Regions from separate parts of the Sus scrofa genome. Here regions 1 and 3 are each linked to region 2. Evidence: chromatin contacts called from public Hi-C and promoter capture Hi-C data. All regions are on one chromosome and are shown on one strand. The core of a region is the stretch at or near the end of the contact, and the rest is flanking DNA. Distances in the headings are between cores, read along the strand shown.

The links. Promoter capture Hi-C pulls out the DNA fragments that hold promoters and counts their contacts. Hi-C and Micro-C count contacts between places; a contact is called where the count stands out from the background.
Region 1: a contact with region 2 is called in a Hi-C map of liver, with 4 times the contacts expected there. The contact joins the promoter of ALDH5A1 here to the promoter of GMNN in region 2. A contact is called at or near these places in 2 of 5 promoter capture datasets (fetal liver and liver) and 4 of 47 Hi-C or Micro-C datasets (alveolar macrophages, heart right ventricle and liver).
Region 3: a contact with region 2 is called in a promoter capture Hi-C map of liver, with 7 times the contacts expected there. The contact joins the enhancer-like site here to the promoter of GMNN in region 2. A contact is called at or near these places in 2 of 5 promoter capture datasets (fetal liver and liver), 31 of 47 Hi-C or Micro-C datasets (adipocytes, adipose tissue, alveolar macrophages and 17 more) and 2 of 2 datasets of contacts at active chromatin or transcription factors (alveolar macrophages and skeletal muscle).

Annotation. Positions count from the first base shown.
Region 1 is chr7:19,350,050-19,352,980 of Sscrofa11.1, reverse strand. ALDH5A1 (aldehyde dehydrogenase 5 family member A1) reads right to left here and starts at 1,496. Exons shown (of 10, transcript NM_001244467.1): 1 at 1,036-1,496. The coding sequence starts at 1,389. The region is part of intron 1 of GPLD1 (phosphatidylinositol-glycan-specific phospholipase D); the gene reads left to right.
Region 2 is chr7:19,584,487-19,587,553 of Sscrofa11.1, reverse strand. GMNN (geminin) reads right to left here and starts at 1,586. Exons shown (of 7, transcript XM_003128203.5): 1 at 1,410-1,586.
Region 3 is chr7:19,430,363-19,433,360 of Sscrofa11.1, reverse strand. It overlaps KIAA0319 (dyslexia-associated protein KIAA0319 homolog), which reads left to right. Exons shown (of 22, transcript XM_005665630.3): 5 at 1,278-1,376. Among named protein-coding and RNA genes, the nearest start is that of KIAA0319, 56 kb to the left of the region's middle. Within about 2 kb of position 1,375, at least 5 of the 83 cell types and tissues checked have an H3K27ac peak or open chromatin away from gene starts, as enhancers often do. A contact at or near this core is called in adipose tissue and liver, where this site is marked.

The sequences.
Region 1 (2,931 bases), core at 247-2,746, 230 kb after region 2:
CGAATATACCTGCCCTCACTATTTAACCTTGCATCTTGCCTTTTATCTCTGGCCTCCGATCCTCTTAGCCTTCTCTACCTGCCCCCCGCCCCATAGCATCCATCACTTCTAACATATTTGTTTAGCTAGGTTTCCTTTACAGGTTAATCTCCCCAACCCCAAGTGAACTCCGTGGTGGGGTGGGCAAGAATTCTCTTGATTGCTGATTCCCCAGCACCTCCCCCACTGCCTGGCATAGCAGGTGCTCAGAAAATACCTGATGGATGAACTCATGTTAAGACGCCCTTGGGTACTTGGGTGCACCTCGTTGCTGGATGAGTATCTTCCTTCGGAGGGAGGATACTTAAGGGCTACGGTAGAAAATGACTTTATTGGGCTGCCTCTAGATGTCAGTCATATAATAAATGGAGGAAGGAAATCTCTAAATAGTTGTGACTCTTCCCTCCCCCTTACAACATTCAATTCTCCACTACTCTGTCAGCTAAGAGTATCTCTCTATTCAGGCCCCAAACCTGGAGAATGGGGCAGGAATTGGTCCTTCCCCTGCCCAGAGCCAGATTCTTTCCCCAGCTCTCTGCTGCCAGGTTGGTGACTTGAGCCCGGGCACCCACTGTACCCGGGCACCCACTGCTGTAGCCTCCTTGCAGACCACTGCATCGTCTCCTAGCGGCTCCGAGAGGTACTGCAAGCGCTCAGAAGGGTCGCAAGTGCTCTCACCTGCCTTGGCACCGCCCCCCTCATCACCCCGGCCCCCCACCTCCAGTCAGGCCTCTCTCCAGGTTCACCATAGAGTCTGCTCGCTTGTAATTACACGTTTGTGTTCTGCCATCCCTACTGGACCCTGGAGGGCGGGGCCGTGTGCCTTAATTCTCGGCACTGTGCTTGGCACAAAGCCGACCGACGCTCCAAACTTCTGTGTTGATCATCTCTTGTCATGTCACTCTGACTTTACCCAAGGTGAATCCTGGAGAGGTGGGGAGGGGGAGGTGACAGCTAGTTTCACTAGGAGGCAAAGCGGACCCGGCGAGCACTCACCTTGGCCGAGACCCCCTTCCAGGTGCAGAAAGCCTCATAGGCGGCGCGCACCGCGGCGCGGGCCTCGGACACCCCGCAGTCGGCCACCAAGCCCAGCTCGGCGCCGCTGGCCGGGTCGTACACCGGGAAGGTGGAGGCGGCCGAGAGCCAGCGGCCACCCACGAAGCCGTCGGTGCGCAGCAGTGCCGAGGAAAGGCCCTCTGTGCCCCGGGCATAGCGGCGGATCGGGGCCGGGCCTGGCGAGGGCCGCGTGGTGGCCACCAGGCAGTCGGCGCGGGGGCGGAGGCCGCGGATCGCAGGTGCAGTGGGGAGGTGCAGGGTCAGGCAGCCCCGCAACCGAAAGCAGGTCGCCATGGTCCCGGCGGCGGCGGCAGGAAGCACGCAAGCGAGAGCGCGCACCCGAGCACAGGGGTCGGGCGGCGGCGGTGACGAGCCCGGCTGGCGGCAGACGCTGGCTGAAAATGGCAGCGACGCGGTGCAGCGCCCTCTCCCCGCGCCCTTTGCGCTGCACCGACACGCAGACTCTAGACCTTGATCCTGACTGCCGCGCGGGGCTTGGCTCTCTGCGCGACCTGGCAAGAGTCTTGGGGGGGGGGGGGATGAGGAGGCTCGCTGGGAGATGCACCTGGGGACCGCCGTCACCTTTGTTCCTCTCGTTTGCAACTATTCCTTAGCCCCTCAACCCCTGCAGGAGAGCTGTTCCCCCTCCCCACAATTTCTGCAAACCCACACCCCGTCCCACCCCTGCCGCTGGAATTTGTCCTTGGTCTGTGGATGTGCTGGTGTCTGCCCCACCTTCTAAAGTCGTGATCACGCACGATTCTTCATTGCCATAGCTCCTGTGAACCTAGGGTGTAAACCTAGCGAGAGTTCGCCCAAGAGATGCAGTGGGGTCCAGCTTTCTACTGCCAGGATGCATTTCTGGATGTGTGTCTAAGCGAATAAGCTCCATTAATTGGGAGCAGGGGTGCCCTTGGTGCAAGCGTCTTTGGAAACAGATTTGGATCCCAATTCAGAATCTGTTGTTGACAAGCTGTGATCTGCTGATAGGAATGGAGTAGGCACGGGTATTTTTAGAAGTCCCAATAAAAGACGGGAGTTAAGGAAGGAAACTTAGGGGACCTTGGGAGACTGCTGTAAGTAAATAAATTGCTCAAAAAACCATCAGAACAAGGGAGGTTTGCTTCACTAGTGGAGCCCTGAGAATTGCCTCAGGTCTTTGGGTGGGGGGTGAGCTTAGGCCTGCTTTCATATTCAGACCAAGGGCAAGAGTCTGAGGACCACCCTTCTGCGGATTTGAATACACACCTTACCAGATACTGAGGAGGAGCTACCACTCCCAGAAAGGAAGAGGTGGGCGTTTCCAATCCCCACTCCCCTGGGGTGATAAAACTGTAGCCCACCAGATCCTCCAGGCAGAGCTTCCTTGCCTGCCTGCTTGCATTTCTCACAAGCACTCAATAAGTCTATTTCTTACCTATCACTTTGTCTCTCGCTGAATTCCTTCTGTGTGGAGACATGAAGAATCTGAACCTAAGTGAGTCCAGACACAGGGTGAGTGATTCTAATACAAAACTGTGGGTTCAAGTCCCAATCTGGGTTTAAGCCAGGTTTAAGTCCAGGCACATGGGTTCAAGTTCCAATCTGGGTTTAGGCCAGGTTTAAGTCCAGGCACATGGGTTCAAGTTCCAATCTGGGTTTAGGCCCATTTCAGGACATTAATACTGTCAGTTTCACTTCCCCAAGTTATTTAACCTTGGCCCTCTCTTTTGTAGAAAGCAACAATACCCACCCCATAGGTATGCTGTGAGATAATGTATAATGCTCAGTACAGTAGCTACATTAAATTCAGCACAAAGTTCAAAGCCTTGCTGGCTGCTCTAGGTCAAACAAGTA
Region 2 (3,067 bases), core at 337-2,836:
CAAAGCTTCACCTAATTGTGTGATGTACCCTATTTTCCATTCTATTTCATGTTAAGCAAATGCTGGTCAGGACCAACTAAACTGAGCCAGGACAATGATTTCCAAACTGCGGGTGGCAGCCTGGGATTCCAAAATCACTTAGTAGGTGTTTGAAAAAATGTAACTGAACAAAACTGAAGAGATGAGAAAACATCAAAATGCATGGCATGTGAGTAATAAATAGTGTTTCGTGAAGGTTCTAATTTAGTTGGAGGGTTGAGTCCTAAACCGTTATGTGAAAAATGTGCTTTAGTATATGCCACGATTTTAAAAGATGAACAGCAACAAGAATCAAGTCTTCACGTAGGAGTTCCCGTCGTGGCTCAGTGGTTAACAAATCCGACTAGGAACCATGAAGTTGAGAGTTCGATCCCTGCCCTTGCTCAGTGGGTTAACGATCTGGCGTTGCCGTGAGCTGTGGTGTAGGTTGCAGACTCGGCTTGGATCCTGCCTTGCTGTGGCTCTGGCGTAGGCTGGCAGCTAGCTGCCAGCTCCGATTCGACCGCTAGCCTGGGAACCTCCATATGCCGCGGGGGCGGCCCAAGAAAATGGCAAAAAAGACAACAACACAAAAAAGTCTTCACTTGTTCATTACACTCCCGCCAACAACCTTACACCCTCACTTACTTTTTATTACCTAGGGTTTTTTTTTATTTAATTTTTTTTGGCCGCACCCGCAGTATGTGGAAGTTCCTGGGCCACAGATCGAATCTAAGCCGCTACAGCGACAATCCGGTTCCAAAACCCGCTGCGCCACAAGGGAACTACCTTATCTAATTTTTTAAAATAATTAGATTGAACTCTAGCATAGCACTGGGTTCTAGGAAATTCTGATAAACAGGTGAAACTAAATGTCATCAAGTCCAGTTTTTTTTAAATGAGAGACGCGGAATTCAGGGACACCCCTCGGGTCACCGCCAGTTGCTTACTGGTCAAGAGGGTGGTCCGCCTCATCCCGAAAGCCAGGCACGCCCAAGCTGGTGTCCTCACACGAACCAGCTGCACACAAGCCACCCCGCGACCCCGCCACCTAGTCCTGGGGACACAGGGAGGGAGAAACCAGCAAGGGGCGGACAATCCGGGCCGCGCGCCGGGGCCCTCCAACCGCAGAGCGCGCGTCAGGGACGGCGCGCGCCAGCCAATAGCGAGCGCGGAGGAACAGCGCGCCAAAAACCGACCTAACCAATGGGGCAGCCCCGAGCCTCACCTCCTTCCCCCCCGTCCCGGCTGCCGGGACGGTTCAACAGTCCTTTCACTAAGACTCCGGCAGCTGTCACCGGAGTGCGCGACTTCCGGCCGGCCGAAGCCCAAAGTGGCTCGTCCAGCAGCCTCTGCGACCCACTCTCTCTGGTCACCTCTCTCACACTTACCGGGTGGAAGCAGGAAATCCTTGTAACGAACGCAGGTAGCTGTGGTAGCGGCGCCTCGCAGAGGGTCCAAAACCAACCCGCGTTCGTACCCACAGGGGCTGGACTCCTGCCGGGTGGCGACTGTAAAAGAGTAAAACTCCACCCTCCGGCTCCGGGCGGCCACGTGACCGTCTGGCGCGTGACGGAGGGCGGGGCCACCTGAATCCGGCGAATGGCCTTTCGCCTCCGCCCTCTTCGGCCCCCTTCCCTTTTCTGCGCCTGCGCGTAGGGCGTAGCAGGTATTTGGGTCGGGAAGTCGGCGGTCTTAACTCCGTGGGTCACTTGTACCCTCGGCTTTTGCACTTCGACCTGCACTGGGAACTTCCTCCAGATTCGAATGTTTTTTTTGCTCTTTACAAGCGGGGCAAAGGTCTGCCCCCGCTAGACAAACATCGGGAGAACAAAATATTTTATATATAGTACAGGACTTGTTCTGTAAAGCCTTCGATCCACGGCCTCCTAAATGTGTTAAGACCGTTTATATTTTGGCGCTTTGTATATGACTATATTGTGTTGTAGTAGTGCCAGAAGGCCTAATCCTGCAAGGAATACTAATAGTCATCCTAATATTCGTACAAAGTACTGTTCTAGGCACCGGAATGCAATGGCTATTGCAATTTGAAGGAGCAGAAAAACCTAAGTGATAATTGCGTCTAGCTTTTTTTTTTTTTTTCTAGTCATTTCACAAACTTCTCAACTTTCTGGGCATAGTACATTTCAGTTTATCAGGGTATTGTTAAATCTTTTTTTACACCAACCATAGCTATTAATACAAGTCTTTTTTCCCATTTCTTAACTTTGGTGGGATTGTCATTCTCAGAAGGAAAGAAGTATCTCCTGACTATGCTTAGCACCGCCTTTAGGAAATGTTTTGTTAGCCCCATACCCTGCCATCCTGCGTGCCCACCTCCTGCCACCTGCACCACTGGAATTCTTTTTGAAAGAGCTCAAAGTATACAAAGCATAGTCCTAGGATTCTAGTTTTCTTTGGGGGAAAATGTAGCGTGAAAATCTAAATTCTAAATAAGGGAAACAATCCATTGGTTGGAGAGCTATCCCTAGACGACTGTGTTTCCAGAGTAAAAATTCTGATGATCAGCGTGGTAAGTATAAGTACTGTGTAATTTGACTTTGAAACACCAGCCAGTCAAAGTAGTAAATCTGACTTCTAATTTCTTCGTTCAGCCACGTGGTAAAAAGACATCACTGATGAAAAGAGCCCGAATAGTAAGTATATATTAAAAATATATAAAAAGTTACATTCAGGTAGTCTGTACTAAGTATAGCATAAAGCAGAGTACCTAATGTTATTTCTTTCCAGAACGAAAAAGCTGGGAGAGAAAAATGTCTTCCATATGAAAGTGATAACCAAACCAGAAGGCTAGAACCTAGAGGTTACCATAGTTAGAAATCTACAGAGGCAATAAGAGAATTGAGTTTCTAGATGTATCATGAAGCCCACCTACCCCCAATGTTATATGTAGTTGCTAATACTATTGGTTAGTTTTGGAAAGGCATGGAGAGACTTTTACTTTATTCATTTTAGTGTTGTTTGACTTTTTTTAAGTTCAACATAAAGGAAATGATGCCTTCTTTAGGAAAAAATTGTGAAGCCCCCA
Region 3 (2,998 bases), core at 126-2,625, 150 kb after region 2:
CTCTCTTCCTTGGTTATTTGATCCTGAGCTTCAGTAGAGAGAAGGATAATGGTGGAGGAGAAGCTGTGTAGTATACTGAAAGGGAGACTGCCTAGGAATTAGCATCCTTGGGTTCTAACGGCACCTGTTGCATAGACTGTTAGAGGATAAAGTTAATGGATCATTTTAAAGCCCTTGGAAAAGTGCCTGGCACAGTTTAATCTGGTAAATAAGTGGCTATTGAGATAAATACATTTGAATTAGTTAAATGTTGGTGGATTTATGGCACGTGATCCACATAGTCTCGAACAACTTGCATTACCTTTGTAGGGCTCAGTTTCTTCATCTGTGAAGTGATGGGTTTGGTCTCATGTCCTTTCTAGGTCCATAATTGCTCATTTTTCTTACAAAGAGTCAGTGAAAGTGACAGGAAAGAGGAGCCAGAGAGGACAGCGAAGCCGCTGCAGCTGGTCTAGGAAGGCACTTGAGGGGCTGAGTGTAGACTGAGAGGAGAGAAGTGGATTTAAATGAGCATCTCCAAGCAGTTGGGACCTCTAGAAAGCACTCAGATTTTTTTTTCTTAGTCTTTGTTCTTCTCTATGTGGTATCTTGACATATCTCAATTGTATTTTTTTTAAGAGAAATAAAGTCCAGTTGAGTCAAGCCAATTGAAGGTATTTTTAGAGCAAGGAAACGAGCATTATTCTGAATGCCGATTTAGTGGATGAGTGGTTTTACTGAGAGTGAATGTTCCTCCTGCTTGAGTTAAAATCACCTTTTTATATTGAAATTGACTGTTTTTTTCCTCAAAAAGTTTCCAGGGGCAAGGCCATTGCGGTAATTCATGCGGTTACTATCAGAAAGACTGAGTGATGTGTGACTAATGATACAGAAACACTTATGACAACACTCCATCTCTTTATGACTGAAAATAGCACATACCAGGGAGTCAAGCAAAGCTGGTAGCAAGAGAGAAAATAGACCCAATCCACAGTACCCCACCTGTTTCACACAACTCTTGTCACCGGCACTTTGCTCAATCTGAAACATTATTTTCTCCACAGTGCCTACTCACATAGACAGTTTTAAATGTACCAGATCAACCCTGCAGCATAATACAGGGTATAGTTGTTACTTGCCAGAGAGACAAAGTGTCCTAGATAAAGTTGCATAAAGAACTATTGCAAAAGTGTGTTATTTTATTTTATGGATGCTAAGAACAAAAACAAATATATTACAGGGCAGTAATATAACATGAAAGTACATAATGAGACGTACTATTTCTAATTAACCTTTAGTGAAAGAACTCATGGTGTCTGCTGGCGATAACCTAATAATAACTTTACCGGAAAACGAAGTTGAACTGAAGGCTTCTGTTGTGCCAGTGCCCCCTGCAGGTGAGAACTGGACTTTGCTCTGGGACCAGTAGAGGCTTTTCGCTGGCATGTCCTTAAAGGGTCTTGACTAGTTAGTTACAACATTGATTCATTTTCAGAACATTGTGAATGTCGCTCTGGAGCGGATGTCACTCCAGAGGCTTTGATGATCATCAGCATCAAAGTTGAAACGTTTAAAATGGAGTGAGGGGATAGGAAATTAAATATGACACGTTTCCTATAATTGGTCAGGATAGAAAGTCATTTGTTTCTGATGGTGCAAAGCAGAGTGATATCTTAGAACAAGAGAGGTTTATACATACCAGCCTTTGGCTTGTAATGACCCACAGAGCCTGGAAAGAGTCCACTGTCAGGTAAGGAAGGTAGCATGTACACAAAGGTTTGTTTGCAGATATTTCGTGATAACACAGCTCTGAGGTTCTCGGGATCCTCACCCCAGCTGTTCAGACATGTTTTTTTAAAATGCTCTTTCTTTGCCAGTTCAGCACTCTGCTACTGAGCGCACATTTGACCTATTCCTGTGACCTGTCAAATGTATTCTTTCTTTTAAAATTATATTTTATTGACATGTAGGTGATTTACAATATTGTGTTCATTTCTACTGTACAGCAAAGTGATTCCGTTATACATATATATATACATTCTCCTTTATATTCTCTTCCATTATAGTTTATCACAGTTTATTGAGTATAGTTCCCTGTGGTATACAGTTGGACCTTGTTGTTTATTCATCCTATATATGATAGTGTGCTTCTGCTAATCCCAAACTCCCAATCCATCACTTTCCCACCCTCCTTCCTCCCCTTGGCAACCACAAGTCTGTTCTCTATGTCTGTGAGTCTGTTTCTGTTTTGCAGATAAATTCACTGAAGTCATATTTTAGATTCCACATATAAGTGACATCATATGGCATTTGTCCTTTACTGACTTACTCCACTTAGTGTAATAATCTCTAGGTCCATCCATGTTGCTGCAAATGGCGTTATTTCATTCTTCTTTATGGCTGAGTAGTACTCCATTATATATATGTACCACACCTTCTTTATCCATTCATTCATTGATGAATATTTAGTTGTTTCCATGTCTTGGCTATTGTGAATAGTGCTGCTATGATCTTAGGGATGCATATATTTCTTTGAATTATAGTTTCGTCTGGATATATGCCCAGGAGTGGGATTGCTGGATCATATAGCAACTCTATTTTTTATTTCTTAAAGTATTTTCATTCTTAAGGTGTTTGACTATTTCTCATAAATATTAATTAGTTCCCTATTCATTTTCCCTATCATAAATGGATCAAAATTTAATATAGATGACATTTGTCATTTGTGTTTTGTCCCTCATACTTTAATCACTAGTACTCCTCAGTGGCAGACAGCTTAATATAAAGACATTTAATCTCTTTTTGTGTCCTTCTATAAACCCTTAAGACAGAAGAAATGAATTGAAATCGTCTTGCCTTTTATTAAAAGGAGAAAAAGTACAGTCGATTACACTGTGTTAAAATTTATATGTATAGTAGATGCAGTGGTCTGGAAGGAAAGTCATCAAATGCTAACAATGAAATTAGGGCAGTTTTTAAAAAAAATTTTTTGTACATTTTCTAAAATTTTATAAGTTGT